2 separate regions of the Mus musculus genome follow, and region 2 is linked to region 1. Evidence: chromatin contacts called from public Hi-C data. All regions are on one chromosome and are shown on one strand. The core of a region is the stretch at or near the end of the contact, and the rest is flanking DNA. Distances in the headings are between cores, read along the strand shown. Region 1 has its middle 93 kb from the start of Gm23950. Region 2 has its middle 170 kb from the start of Pappa.

Evidence for each region. A called contact is a pair of places that touch in the nucleus more often than the background predicts.
Region 2: a contact with region 1 is called in a Hi-C map of adipose-derived mesenchymal stem cells, with 4 times the contacts expected there. The contact joins two enhancer-like sites. A contact is called at or near these places in 4 of 484 Hi-C or Micro-C datasets (3T3-L1-derived adipocytes, adipose-derived mesenchymal stem cells, embryonic fibroblasts and 1 more) and 1 of 115 datasets of contacts at active chromatin or transcription factors (embryonic fibroblasts).

Annotation. Positions count from the first base shown.
Region 1 is chr4:64,534,025-64,540,545 of GRCm38.p6, forward strand. No RefSeq gene overlaps it. Among named protein-coding and RNA genes, the nearest start is that of Gm23950, 93 kb to the left of the region's middle. Within about 2 kb of position 2,052, at least 15 of the 459 cell types and tissues checked have an H3K27ac peak or open chromatin away from gene starts, as enhancers often do. A contact at or near this core is called in adipose-derived mesenchymal stem cells, where this site is marked.
Region 2 is chr4:64,948,229-64,955,112 of GRCm38.p6, forward strand. No RefSeq gene overlaps it. Among named protein-coding and RNA genes, the nearest start is that of Pappa, 170 kb to the right of the region's middle. Within about 2 kb of position 4,608, at least 7 of the 459 cell types and tissues checked have an H3K27ac peak or open chromatin away from gene starts, as enhancers often do. A contact at or near this core is called in adipose-derived mesenchymal stem cells, where this site is marked.

The DNA of each region.
Region 1 (6,521 bases), core at 802-3,301:
TGGTAAGATCCGGTCTCAAAACAAACAACATAGAAACAAACAAACAAACAAACAAAGTTAGAGCTTCAGCTTCATCCTTCTGATTTCTAGTATCAAGTCATTGTCTATTTCTACAAGAGACATAGTGGTATTAACAGAAAATCTCATTCTATTTCTCCTTTTTCAAAGCTTCTGAATTTCATCTTTCTCCAAAGTCCAGAGATCGAGCATAGAAAACAAACCTGTCTCTTCCCTCTCTCTACCCGCAATCCTGGGCCCAGCCCGGCAGTAAATGCTGTGAGAGGAAGAAGAGTACATACTCTATTTCATGGTCCTACAGGATACTCAAGCTTGGAAGGAAGAACCATGATTGTCTCATCTAACCATCACTTTTACATCTAAGAAACCCAAGCCAGGAAAGAGTGGAAATATTCTTATAGATGACGCCATGGGGTAGTGTGAGGTGACCTACTTTTCTTTAATGTGACCTACACCTTGATGTCATTTAGTTTGGAAACAGTGCCCACTTCAATTGCATTCTCTCTAAAATACCATCTAGTTTATTTTTTTTATCAAAAAGGCTACCCCTCTGCATACATACATGTTAACTATTTTAGCATCTTCCAGTTCAGTGCTGTAAAATCTCACCAAACTAAAAATCATTATGCATAACTTCACTTCGTTTCTGAAAATTTTTAGTTTCCTATACTTATTTGTCTTGTTTGATTTGAGACAGAGGCTCCTGAAGTCCAGTCCATCTTTGAATTTTAGGTATCCTAAATCCTGGTTGTCCTGCCTCCATGTTCCTGGTGTTGGGATTACAGATGTGTACTGCCACACTAGGTAGATTCTGTGCAAGAGACTAAACCATGGTCTTATGAATGCTTGACAAACACTCTCCAAACTAAACTATCTTCTCAGCCCCATCTATCATCTTTCATTGCAGTAACAGCAATGTGTTACAGTTACCTTCCTCCTTGCCTGATTCCCCATGACACAGAATGCCCCTCGGGAAAAGAATTAAATCTTAAGCATCTTTGTAACTCTAGATCCTGTTATTATCTTTAGCAAATGGTAGGTGATGGATAATAAGTTGCTAAGAATTATAGTGCTTAGAATTAGTGTGGTACATCAAGACCAAACTGGAAGGGTATTGTCAAAAATTAAAGTAGATGACATAGAAAAGCCACATGTTGATAGCTGTTTACAGTTTAAAATCTATCCAAGTATATAAAGTGTCCCAAATCTTTCCTAACTCTGCCCCTCAAGACCCCTCCGGTCAGGGGAAGGCAGAGATGAACTAAGGACTCAGCTGTACAACTTCTACTAATTTAGTAGATATTTACTAAGTGTTCTCCAAAGTGGAGCTGGAAAGAATTTGAGAAGAGAACCTGGAGGAAGACCCAATGAATGAAAAGACAACTTTTCTCAGTTACAAAGGGCTTCATTATGAAAGATGGCATATGCCATGCTTAGGAGTTAGGATAAAGAAGTCTGCCCAGTCTCCTGGATTCCTGGACATAGACCTTCATCTCTTTTGGAGGTAAAAGAGAATTTACAGTCTTCTAGTTGGGTTTTTGTTTTATAGGGGAAGACATTAAGGCACAGAGAGAAGAAATTCCCCAGAGAGTAAGTGACAGAGCCAGGGTCAGAAACCAGGTCTTCTGACTTACAGCCCAGCACTCTTCAGCACATGGCTGGAATAATCCACCACACACCTGGCCATTCGTTGCTTTCAGAATCCAGCCACTACTCACTTTTCTCTGCATGGCAAGCAGCCAAGAGCCTTGAACTTCTCTGTGTTACCATTCTGCCCTTTGCCGAATGGGATATTAAAATATTCACTTGGGGGGTGGGGTGGGTCATGGGGTTCCGTCCATAAATGTTTGTGATTTGCTCTGAGCTATTTGGGCCAGAGGGACTCCAGAAATGGGAGACCCCAGTGGCCACAGTGGTGGTATCTGAGACTTCTCTGAGGTCTTGACTTTACTCTGCAGAATTAAGGAGATGGTTTAAGTGATAAACTATTCCTCATGAGCTGTATCTGTGTTGAAAGCACAGCATGAGTTCCCTGCACGCTTCCTCTCGCACAACCACAGCTATGCACCAATCCTCCTGGGTTCAGAGATGGAACTCTGGTTAAATGCGTGGAATTTATTCTTAGTCCTTTTCTTAATTACAGTTTTATTTTTATTTCTCTGGTGTTCTCTAGAGGAGGGGTTGGAAAGAAAGGAAAAAGAAGGGGGGGGGGAGGGAAATAGACTTCCAAGGTTTTTTTTTCTTTCCTTTTTTTCCCTCTCTCCTTATTTTTGTTTTGTTTCTGAACTGCCTGCTCCCAGCAAAGTAGAAGGCTTTAAGGGATCTTGCAGGGATACAAATCACATTCCAGTGAAGCTAGGGTTCAGAAGACACGTAATGAATACAATGAAAACAAAACTTGAGGTGAGCACATTCATTTTATAACTAATGAATCCCCTAGGCTGATAGACAAAGACTGAAGCTTTTATTCATCATTAATTTAATAAACAAAGAGAGTGGGCCTCAGGGTAAAGGGGCTATTCAGTCATGCTGAGGATGTGCCCAGCAAATTGCTATGTAATAACCAACAACATTGCTTCCCCTGACTGTTCACAGAGATTTTCCTCCTGTGTCTAATCTGGTCCCCAAAACTACCACACACTGCCAGTATTCTCAGTGTCAGACAGCATCCACTCAATGTTTATATCGATATCCTATCTTAGTGAGCATAACTCGATGTGTGTGGTTCCTTTAATGCAAATAAGTACCAGACTACATAAAATTTAGTGTTTCATTCACAAAATGGAGAGAATAGGCCATTGTTTATCAGTATCTTGAGAACATGTGCAGAGAGAATGGAGGCAAATAACACTGTGTAATATAAATAATGTGAATTCTTGGCATATGAAACTACACACACACACACACACACACACACACACACACACACACACACCCTTTTCCTCTGGACTCAGATGCTAGCAGACAAAGGATCTGTTTCATCAAGCATATTATGGTGCGTGTGCATAGTCCTCCAGACTAACCCCTTACTTTCTTGGCCCTGTTGCTTTTTGGAACTTTTAAATCATTTGACAAAAGCTGTAGTCAACTTGAGCCACTAACTAGACTTGGCATATTAGACCTATGTATGGATCAAGTGCATACCTATGATCTTGTTTCCAGCTCCACAGAAATTGAGACACTATCTACCTCCATAATCTTTTTGCAGAGAACCTAGTGAGCTCAAAGCACTTTAAATAATACCTGGGGGGGGGGGGGCTGTGGTCAATGTGGCTGCTGGTTCTGAAGGGGGAGGGTGATGCTTTGGACTATGAGATTGGAAGCTCATGAAGAATGAAGCTAGGGTGAGCTGGGGGAGTCCCTGCTTTCCTCGAACTTTCTGTTCTTTCACCTGTGTCCCTGAGTAGTCTTGCATGCACTCTCTGGCCAAGCTCAAGTGTCACCTTTCCCAGAAAGCCTGCTCAGCTCTGTATCCTTTTCCTCTTCCCCCTTCAAGAATGGCTGTCATTCCTGTCAACAGTTGAAACACTGCATCACCCTCTTCTATGTCAGGGAGCAATATTTACTATTGCCATTACTGTTTCATTTTTTTTCAAGGCTGAATATAAGCCTTTTGTACTTGGTTTTACCCTTCAGTATGAATTCATTTATTTAATGTTCATAAATATAAATAAATTGGCAAAGAAGTAGTATGTCATGTGATATTGAAGTGTCTTTGCAGAGTGATTCATCATGACTATGTGGAATTCTTTGTGCAAGAAAATCTCGTAAGCAGCGAGAGGTTATGAGCCTTGGATGGAGTATCCAATAAGAAGTTTTAGATACTGATTCTGAAATCATTGACTCCGTGATTCTGAATGAAGTGTGCTCATTGATTTCACGTAGAACCTGCTTACTTCTTAACTGGCAAAGGAATACACTATGGAGACAGAGGGGAGGATTTCTCAGACTCTGAGTTAGTTATAAAAGTTGTCAAAGTAACGCAATGTCAAATGCTTTCAAAGAGGAAACTTCACGAAAAACAGCTATATCTCAAATGTCCAGCACATAAATATAAACAGATTTGTTCTACACAGGCCATTAATTGCTTTCACAAAGTCAGTGTGCTTACTTGAACCCTACTTGAACTAGCTGTTTGCTGGTGCAGTCACTACTGAAAGAAAGATTTCTTAAAGGCTTTGGGTTGCTCCCACTTCTTGTCATAGAATGATCCAAATTTTATGTCTGTTTATTACTTTGTAGCCCAGCTGGACCCCAGAAGGATGGAGTTGTTGCGACCATGGAAAAACACAACTGCACACAGATACCGAAATGAAGCCAGTGATGTCCTGGAGGCTTAGATAAACATTTAGTCTCATAAATAAATACATTATCAGACCACACAAAATATTTCTTAACCAGACGCCTCCTCAGAAGTCATCTTCCAAGTATCATTTTAAGTTTTTCCATGTTCGAAGAATCAAGAAGGTTATTGATCATGTACGGGCTAACCAACCCTAACTATATGTTTCCAGACAATATAGTAATATGGTTTCTTGTAGACATTGATATAGAATCTGAACACATACTTAAGTAGCCAATAACATTCCAGGGTGAATATCAACTTGCAACACAGTAGACAACAGATTGTAATGTAAGAATTTTCCATTTCATTTCTCAAAAAGATATATTCACTTTTCCTTTGATTAAACAAACATCTAAACAATTCTTGTTGACCAGGCACTCTCCTAGACACTGACAGTAGCTTGAAAAACCTTGCTTCATTTGTAAATCAATTCCCTTACTGATATAAGAGTTACTCTGTAGGTGGGGCATTGTTCAGGATGCTGAGAAAGGGAGAAGATAGTTACTTTCCTCAGTGGGTTACAGGCTTCACATCAGTACACTGATGTGTACAGTGGCTGGAGAGAGGGTTATATTCATTGGTCTCTAAAGTCCTTCCTGCCAAGAATAAACTAAGTAATAGATTTCAGGATTTTTTTGGTTCATTTGCTAAGTGTCAGGTCAACTAAATAAATGGTAATTTGTAAAAATAGATTTAACCATTGTATGTCAGGCTTTTGGAAAAGAACACTGAGATCTTCAAAACACACTACTGGCCATGAATATATTTAAGAACAGAGGTTGTGCGGGGATATGGCTCAGTTGTTAGAAGACTTGCATCATAAGTGTGAAGACTAGAGTTCAGATTCTGAGGACCTATTCTGGGTGGGCATAACGACCCATTTATAAATCTAGCTTAGAATGACAGGGACAGGGAAAATCCTGCTACGAGCCAGTTAGATACACCAACTATTTGGCAGGATCTGCATTTGCTTGAGAAATCCTGCCTCAGTGGGCAAAGAGAAAGATAAAGGTGGATTGAGAATATGAATTTTCATCTTCTACATACACATGCACCCATGTGCACATATGCCATTACATGCACTCCTTGAAGGCAGAAAACACAAAAGAATAAATATCTTATGGCAATGCATCTGTAAAACACTTTCCTGACTTCATGTCAGCTCACATGCCATGCATATGATCTCTATGTGTTGACCATGAGCTGCCAACTCAGACTCAAAATTACACATATGCTTAATTTTGAGAAATCATTTTATCAAACAACACTTTTGATGAAGCAAATCTTCAAACATTTGCTATATGGCATACAGTAGAATTGAGAATGCCCTACAGAGAACAGCAACTCAGTTCAATCATTGTAGAATGAGTAAATGGGACATGGATAAACTTTAGCTTTGAATGCACAGCCCTTTCAGACCTATCTTCTAACACAGAGTCCAACAGGTTTCCTCCTAGAAAATGAGGTATGATGACAGTTTGAGACATAGAGAAAGATTGAGGAGAATGGAAAGAATGGGAGATTTAGGAATGGTATAGAATGAGAGGAAGAAACACCAGGGGTTAAATAGACCTATATTTGGTCAATAGACCAATGCTTGATCTTAGTATCATCGTGTCCTTTTGAAGAACACATACTTTAACTCTGAGCTTACTTTTGTTGCTAAGAGAATAAAGGATAATAGTATACAGTTATTATTTATTATGGTGCATCTCTCATTACAAGCACTTTAAATCCTGCTTATGTTTTTATGATACAAAATTGAGATATCTCAAAAACCAAGCACAGAGCTAATAAAAAGTACTACAGTGTGGCACATGCTAAGGGACAAGGAAGAAGTAAAATTGGCAAAGCAATAGAGCACCAGATCTTAAGTGAGTGAAAATGCCAATTTAAGGGATTAAGGTCTATCCTATTATTACTTTAAACAGACAGGTATTCAATAGATTGCTGTAGGAATAGACTAGAGCAGCCAAGGGACTGCACAGGAGAGAGGCTGAGGAGTTAATCTGAAGTAAGAGTCATGAAGTCCTCCTTACTGTTCCTGTCACTTCTCTGTAATAACACCTCATATCAAAAGTGCCTGGTGCTTAACTGTGTAAACCAGAGCCACACTTAGCCCAAGATACACATCTTTACCCACTGTATGATTGGAAAA
Region 2 (6,884 bases), core at 3,358-5,857, 420 kb after region 1:
TACCTTTGCACCTAGGAAACTTGTAACTAATAGGAACCTTTGCCCATTGGGATTTATTGAGTAAATAATTAGGTAGAAAGTTACAAAGTCTTTACTATCTTGCATCTTATATGCCATTGAAGATGGGGTAGACTGAATGCCTCACAGAAGTGATCTGGTAGAGAAACAGAGGCAACTCACTGAGACCAGGACAGCCAGGGTTTATTGTGCTGGTTATTGATTTACCTAGAAAGCATCAAAGATTATTTTAAGAGCAAGTTATATAAGAAATAATGGTATTGATATGAAAAATACTTCTTCAAATGACACAGGGGACTTGATTTTATAACTCTGATTTGTGCATGTCTTATCCTTTCCACTTACATATTAGATACTTGAGGTCTTGGTACATGGCTGATGTACCATTTTGTTGCCACTGCCTCCTAGCCTACCATCTCTGTTACAGGCTCTGAGGAAAAAGCTTGGAGAAAATGCCTGGTGGCTGAATGAATAGATGCTGAGGCAATATACAAACATGTGGTCCCTTTCTTCAATAATCGTTATAAATGCCAACAGTGATTTGGCTGCTAGATGATTGTATTTTCTTGTTTATCCATTTGGCTGGCACGGTAAGAAGGGATTTCAAGGTCATTCATTCCTTGATATATGGTGTGATAAAAGCAGCCATCTGCCTATGAGGAACAGTTCTCCATAAAGCTATTCTGAGAAAAACAGGTCCAGTAAGCTGAGCTCACTTCCATTACTGGAGATGTCTCCAAATTTATTACTGGAAGTGGTAATAAGAGGAGAGTTGATAAAACCTGATTCTGGTTTGTCAATGGTGATTTGGAAGCATGAAACCATCTAAGCCAGGGGAGGCTTGTTGCTCTCATCTGCCTAGTGGAAGACTCAACTCAAACTACATCTCAAGAGTCTTCTTTAAAATGCCAGTCCATCAAAGGGATCCACAAGGAAACTAAGGGTCAGAGAAAGGAGGTGACATGTTTAAGTCACACAGCTTTATCAAGATGGAAGCCTGTTCCCACTTCTAAGGAGGGGCATAGTGTCCACACTTCAGTCTTCATTCTTCTTGAGTTTCATGTGTTTAGGAAATTGTATCTTATATCTTGGGTATCCTAGGTTTTGGGCTAATATCCACTTATCAGTGAGTACATATTGTGTGAGTTCCTTTGTGAATGTGTTACCTCACTCAGATGTAGCTGTCTCTTGTGAGACTATGCCGGGGCCTAGCAAACACAAAAGTGGATGATCACAGTCAGCTAATGGATGGATCACAGGGCTTCCAATGGAGGAGCTAGAGAAAGTAGCCAAGGAGCTAAAGGGATCTGCAACCCTATAGGTGGAACAACATTATGAACTAACCAGTACCCCGGAGCTCTTGACTCTAGCTGCATATGTATCAAAAGATGGCCTAGTCGGCCATCACTGGAAAGAGAGGCCCATTGGACTTGCAAACTTTATATGCCCCAGTACAGGGGAACGCCAGGGCCAAAAAGGGGGAATGGGTGGGTAGGGGAGTGGGGGTGGGTGGGTATGGGGTACTTTTGGTATAGCATTGGAAATGTAAATGAGCTAAATACCTAATAAAAAATGGAAAAGGAAAAAAATAAAAATAAAAAATAAAAAGTGTGGGGTCCAAATTGTTCCATATCACTGAAAATCATATTAAAATGGCATTTATACTGACTTGCCAAATGACTTTGTTTAATTTACATGAAATCTCAAGGTATCAATTGTTTCATTTGTAAAAGAAAAGTTAGATTAAGTAGAATTATTTGAACTATAATCTTAAGTAAATATTGAATATACAATTAGCAATTGAAATAAAATGGACTTTTCTTAGAAAAACAAAAAAAAAGAAGAAGTCTTTTGAGCTCTTCTATGATGCCTGGATTATGTGGAGAGTCTAAGGAAGTGGTAGCACTCTGGCTTTTGTGTCATTGACTTTAAACAGGAATAGATGAAAGTAAAGGCTTCTAATTGACACCATCCTGAACAAAGAAGCTGTGGGTCCACAGTTTGCTTGCTTCTTTGTAACAAACTACCAGCTGATGATTTTGGGGGAAAAGGTCTTCCTTTCATGGTAAAGACTAAGAGTGTTTTTGTGCCATTATAAATGGACCACCTTCATAAAATGCAAAATATTTTCCTTAAAGAAAATAGAAGTTGGGTTTACAATTTGTGAACTGAAATAACGGGACTTAGATTCTGTAGTCAAACATCATAGCTTGTCATATCTTATATGTTACTTCTGTGAATTCAGCATTTTGAATTTATATTTCCTCATTTAATTTGTCTTAACAAAATAAGCACAGTTCTTTCTCTGTCAATTGTGAAATGTTCTATCATTGTGAAAATATTACAATAAAATTCAAGAGCTTGCCACGGTTAAAAAAAAAAAATGATGGAAGCCTGAACTAAAACCTACAATCCATTTACTGTCTAACTTTGTGTTACTAGCTTGTATTTCAAAGTAGATTTATATTCATAACAAATAAAGTTGAAGGACATAGTTTTAAGTATTTTGGATGGATGTTTCATAGGACATAAAATGCAACTTTTTAAAATAAATGGCTTCTAGTGATATGATACATGGAACAAGTTTCCCCCTACTGCTGAACAAAGCATGGATCTTAATCGAAGGGCAGAAAGGCCACCATGCTCTACAGACATAGATAGACAAATATGCTCACACACGCACACACACAAATATCTTCTTAAATCCCACAAGAGAAAGAGCAGTCAGAATATCAAAATAGTTGAGAATGTGAGAATACTAACCTTACAAATGATAAAGATAAAAGTTCTTTATTTTTACACATTATTTGAAGCAAACTGCTCATTTTTGCCTATCTGTAATATGAAGACCTAGAGATCTTTGAAGCTTCTATTCTATTATTTCTAATTATTTTTATTTATTTATTTACATTTCAATGAATCTCCTTATCTGGTTTCCCTCCTCCAAAAAACCCCCCTATCCCATCCCCTCTTCTCTGCTTCTATAAGGGTGTTCTTCTACCCACCCACCCACTCCTGCCTCCCAGACTTCGATTCCACTACACTGGGGCATCTATCAAGGCTTCATAAGAACAAGGACCTCTCCTCCCATTGATGCCTGACAAGGCCATCCTCTGCTATATATGCAGCTGAAGCCATGTATACTCCTTGGCTGGCTTAGTACCTGGGAGCTCTGGAGGGTCTGGTTGGTTGGTGGTGTTCTTCCTATGTGGTTGCAAACCCCTTCAGCTTCTGCAGTCCTTTCTCTAACTCCACCATTGGGGACCCTGCACTCAGTGCAATGGTTGGCTGCGAGCATATGACTCTGTATTTGTAAGGCTCTGGCAGGACCTCTCAGGAAACAGCTATATCAGTCTCCTTTCAGCAAGCATGTCTTAGCATCCACAATAGTGTCAGAGTTTGGTGATTGTATTTGGGATGAATCCTCAGGTTGATACAGCCTCTGAATGGTCTTTCCTTCAGTCTCCTCTGCACTTTGTTTCCATATTTGCTCCCATGAATATTTTGTTCCCCTTTCTAAGAAGGACCGAAGCACCCACACTTTGGTGTTCCTTCTTCTTGAGCTTCATGTGGTCTGTGAATTGTATCTTGGGTATTCGGACCTTTTGGGCTAATATCCACTTATCAGTGAGTGCATACCATGTATGTTCTTTTGTGACTGGGTTACCTCACATAATCTTCTTTAACAGTCCAGCAGCCACACACCCTCTGACCTCTCCCCATCCCATATCTCCTCCCTGTCTCCAAGAGGATGTCCCCACCCCCACCCCACCAGGTCTCCCCACTCACTCCCTGGGGCCTCAAATCTCTTAAAAGTTAGGTGTGTCTTCTTGTCTAGGGGAATTGCACTGACAAAAATGAAGAAGAGTCCAAGGGAGAGGAGATCTAGTGGCAGATCCGGATTGGGATCCAGCTCAGGGGGAGACCCTAGGGCCTGACACTGTTACTGATATGAGGTGCTTATATTATAGACAGGAGCTGAGCATGGCTACCTTCTGAGAGGCTCAACAAGCAACTAAAAGAAATGTAGATACTTACACCCAACCAATGGGCAGAAGCTGGGGACCCTTGTGGTTGAATTAGGGAAAAAGCTAGATGAAGTTGAAGAGGAGAGCAACCCCATAAGAAGACCAGCATCTTCAACTAGTCTGGAACCCTGAGATCTCTTGGACTCTGAGCCACGAGATCTCAGGCAGCACACACCAGCTGTTATGAGGCCTCTGGCACATATATAGCAGAGGACTTCTTGGTCTGGCCTCAGTGAAAGAAGTTTCTAGTCTTTATACCACTATAACTAATAAAGTAGTTCCTTCATATTTGTTTAAAAAAAAACCTGTCCATAACAGGTTATAATTGAAGTAACAAAAGTCCAGGAATAGAAACATAAATTGAAAAAAAAAGACTTAGTGTCATTGTGATACATTTATCACTTTGTATTTTCATGTATTCAGCAAGCATTAGATAATCACCAGAAACCTGCATCATGGGCTAGGAATGCAGAGTGAATCTTTAGCTCTATCTGCAAGGTGCTTTAGACATGTGGTTCAGCAGTTACAATTAAGGAAGTTTGACTCATGCTTTACAGTGTCTACAAGGACTGCAGAATTATGAGAAGTGACAAAATTGTGATTCAGGGTAGTACAGATGTTCAAAGGTCATGACTGAGTCCTCACATTTCCAGTCTGGACACATCATTTTAAATGGCCTCAAACTGTTTGAGGTTACTTGTCTAGCCAAAGTCAGGAGTGAGAATATGAGTTCCCCTAAATCATGCAATGTTCTGATTCATTTATATCTTACCAAGAATGAGCTGGACTTGAAACTTAATGAACATGTAACACATATATTCTGGACTGTTGAAATTTCCAAGTGAGAAATTACACAAGGCAGCAAAACATTAGGAGATACTTTTTTCCTCCACCTCCTGTACTCATGCTTTTTTTTTAAGCTTGGATACATTCCACCAATCAGCTTGAACTTCACTGCAGTACAGCATCAGTGTTCTAACAGAGACAAAGTAAGCCATGGCGTATGAACACTCTTAGTCCTTGTTCTGCTGTCACACATGCTGGTGTTCATTGACTAAATAAACTCTCAACCTGTCCAAGTTCAAAATCAAGGGTTGCCAGTTTGAAATTTGAGTTATGAATCAGAGATGTGGCAAAACCACATTACAATGATTGGTCACATCATATGCCATATTTTCATTATTAATTACTGTTATAAAATACCTTTACCAAAGCAACTTAAGGGAAAGTGGCTTACTTGGATCACAATTACAGATTTCAGTCAATCATTGAAAAAAAAAGACAATTAAAGGGGGACAGGGGTTTTAAGCAGCCAATCATATAGCACCCACAGTTGAAAGGAGAGAGACAATGAGTGTATATCTAATAGCACTCATTTTGCTTCCTTCACTCATACAGTCCAGGTTCCCCGACATAGGGAGTTGTGCTGCCCACAGTTGATATTCCCACCTCAGTTAACACAATTTTGATAATTTTCCCCACACATGCCCACAGGCCAATTTGATGTAGAAAATCCCTCTCTAAGGCTCTCTTTCCTGATGAAACTAGATTGTGTCAAGTTGACAACTGAACAAACCATAGGATACAGGTTTATAGATCATTGTTAGTGGTTTTACTGGGTTAGTATATTATGGGTTGTGGATTCTCCTCCAATATCCATTACTTCACTAGCACTGAAGAGTTAGCTAGGTTGCCAGTACCAAGTGTGGTTCCCTTCTTTTGAGAAGATCTTAAGTTCAATTACAGATCTCTTGGTTACTGCTAAATTATTCATGGTCAAATATGGGCTGTACAGGATAATAACAATGAATATGGCAAATTGGATGGAGAAAAACCCAAGAGGCTTTCAACCTACACAAAGAATTATAAAAGTAAAGAAAGCTGGGAATGGAATAGGTGACCATTCCATCAATTAGAAAGCACCAACTGTTTGTCCATGGGGAAATACCTCTGAATCCATACTTATAAATATTGTTATACAGACTGAACAGATTATACTTAGGATATATATAGTTTATACATATAGGAATATATATATATATATATGTTTATACATATAAGAATATATATACATAATATGTAACAAAAATGAATTTATATATAGTACACACACACACACATGTTTTTCTAGCTAAGGTCAGAAGTGACACTGTAAGTTCCCCTAAATCATGAATCATCCTGATTCGTTTCTGCCTTATCAAGAAGTAGCTAGACTTGACACTTAGAAGACACATATATCTTGCACTGTTGAAAGCACCATGTTAAAAATCACATAAGGAAGCAGTGTGTGTGTGTGTGTGTGTGTGTGTGTGTGTGTGTGTGTGTGTGTGAGTGCTGGTACAAAGCACAAATGATCCCATAGACAGGCACATGCGTGTAACCCTTCACAAGCACCAGCTGTCTTCATGACTGTGGCAGTAATCAATAATATGCCCCAACCTCCCAACCTCACAGATTGTTGGGAACTAGATTGATATTTTAAACATAAAAATGCCTTGGAAGTCAGCAAACAGATGAGAAGGATTATCATCAATCAAAATCTAGCACAAACTATGCCTTTCTCACAGGCATCTCTTGCTGTTCTAACCCTCAGTAATTGCCTGTGTCTGTATTTCATTGGAAATTGGAACTTAAGCCACATATCTTAATACTTGCTCTTCTGTATATATCTTCAGTTGTAGTAGTCTACAGCTATCAGACCTGATAATAAGACTTTCCAAGATGCTGTAGGTCTGAATGAACAGTCAATTAAGTGTGACCACAGCAAGTGACCCCAAAGTGAACTATCAGAAAAAATACATTTCCCCCAATATGGCTAACCTATAGAATTATGAGGGA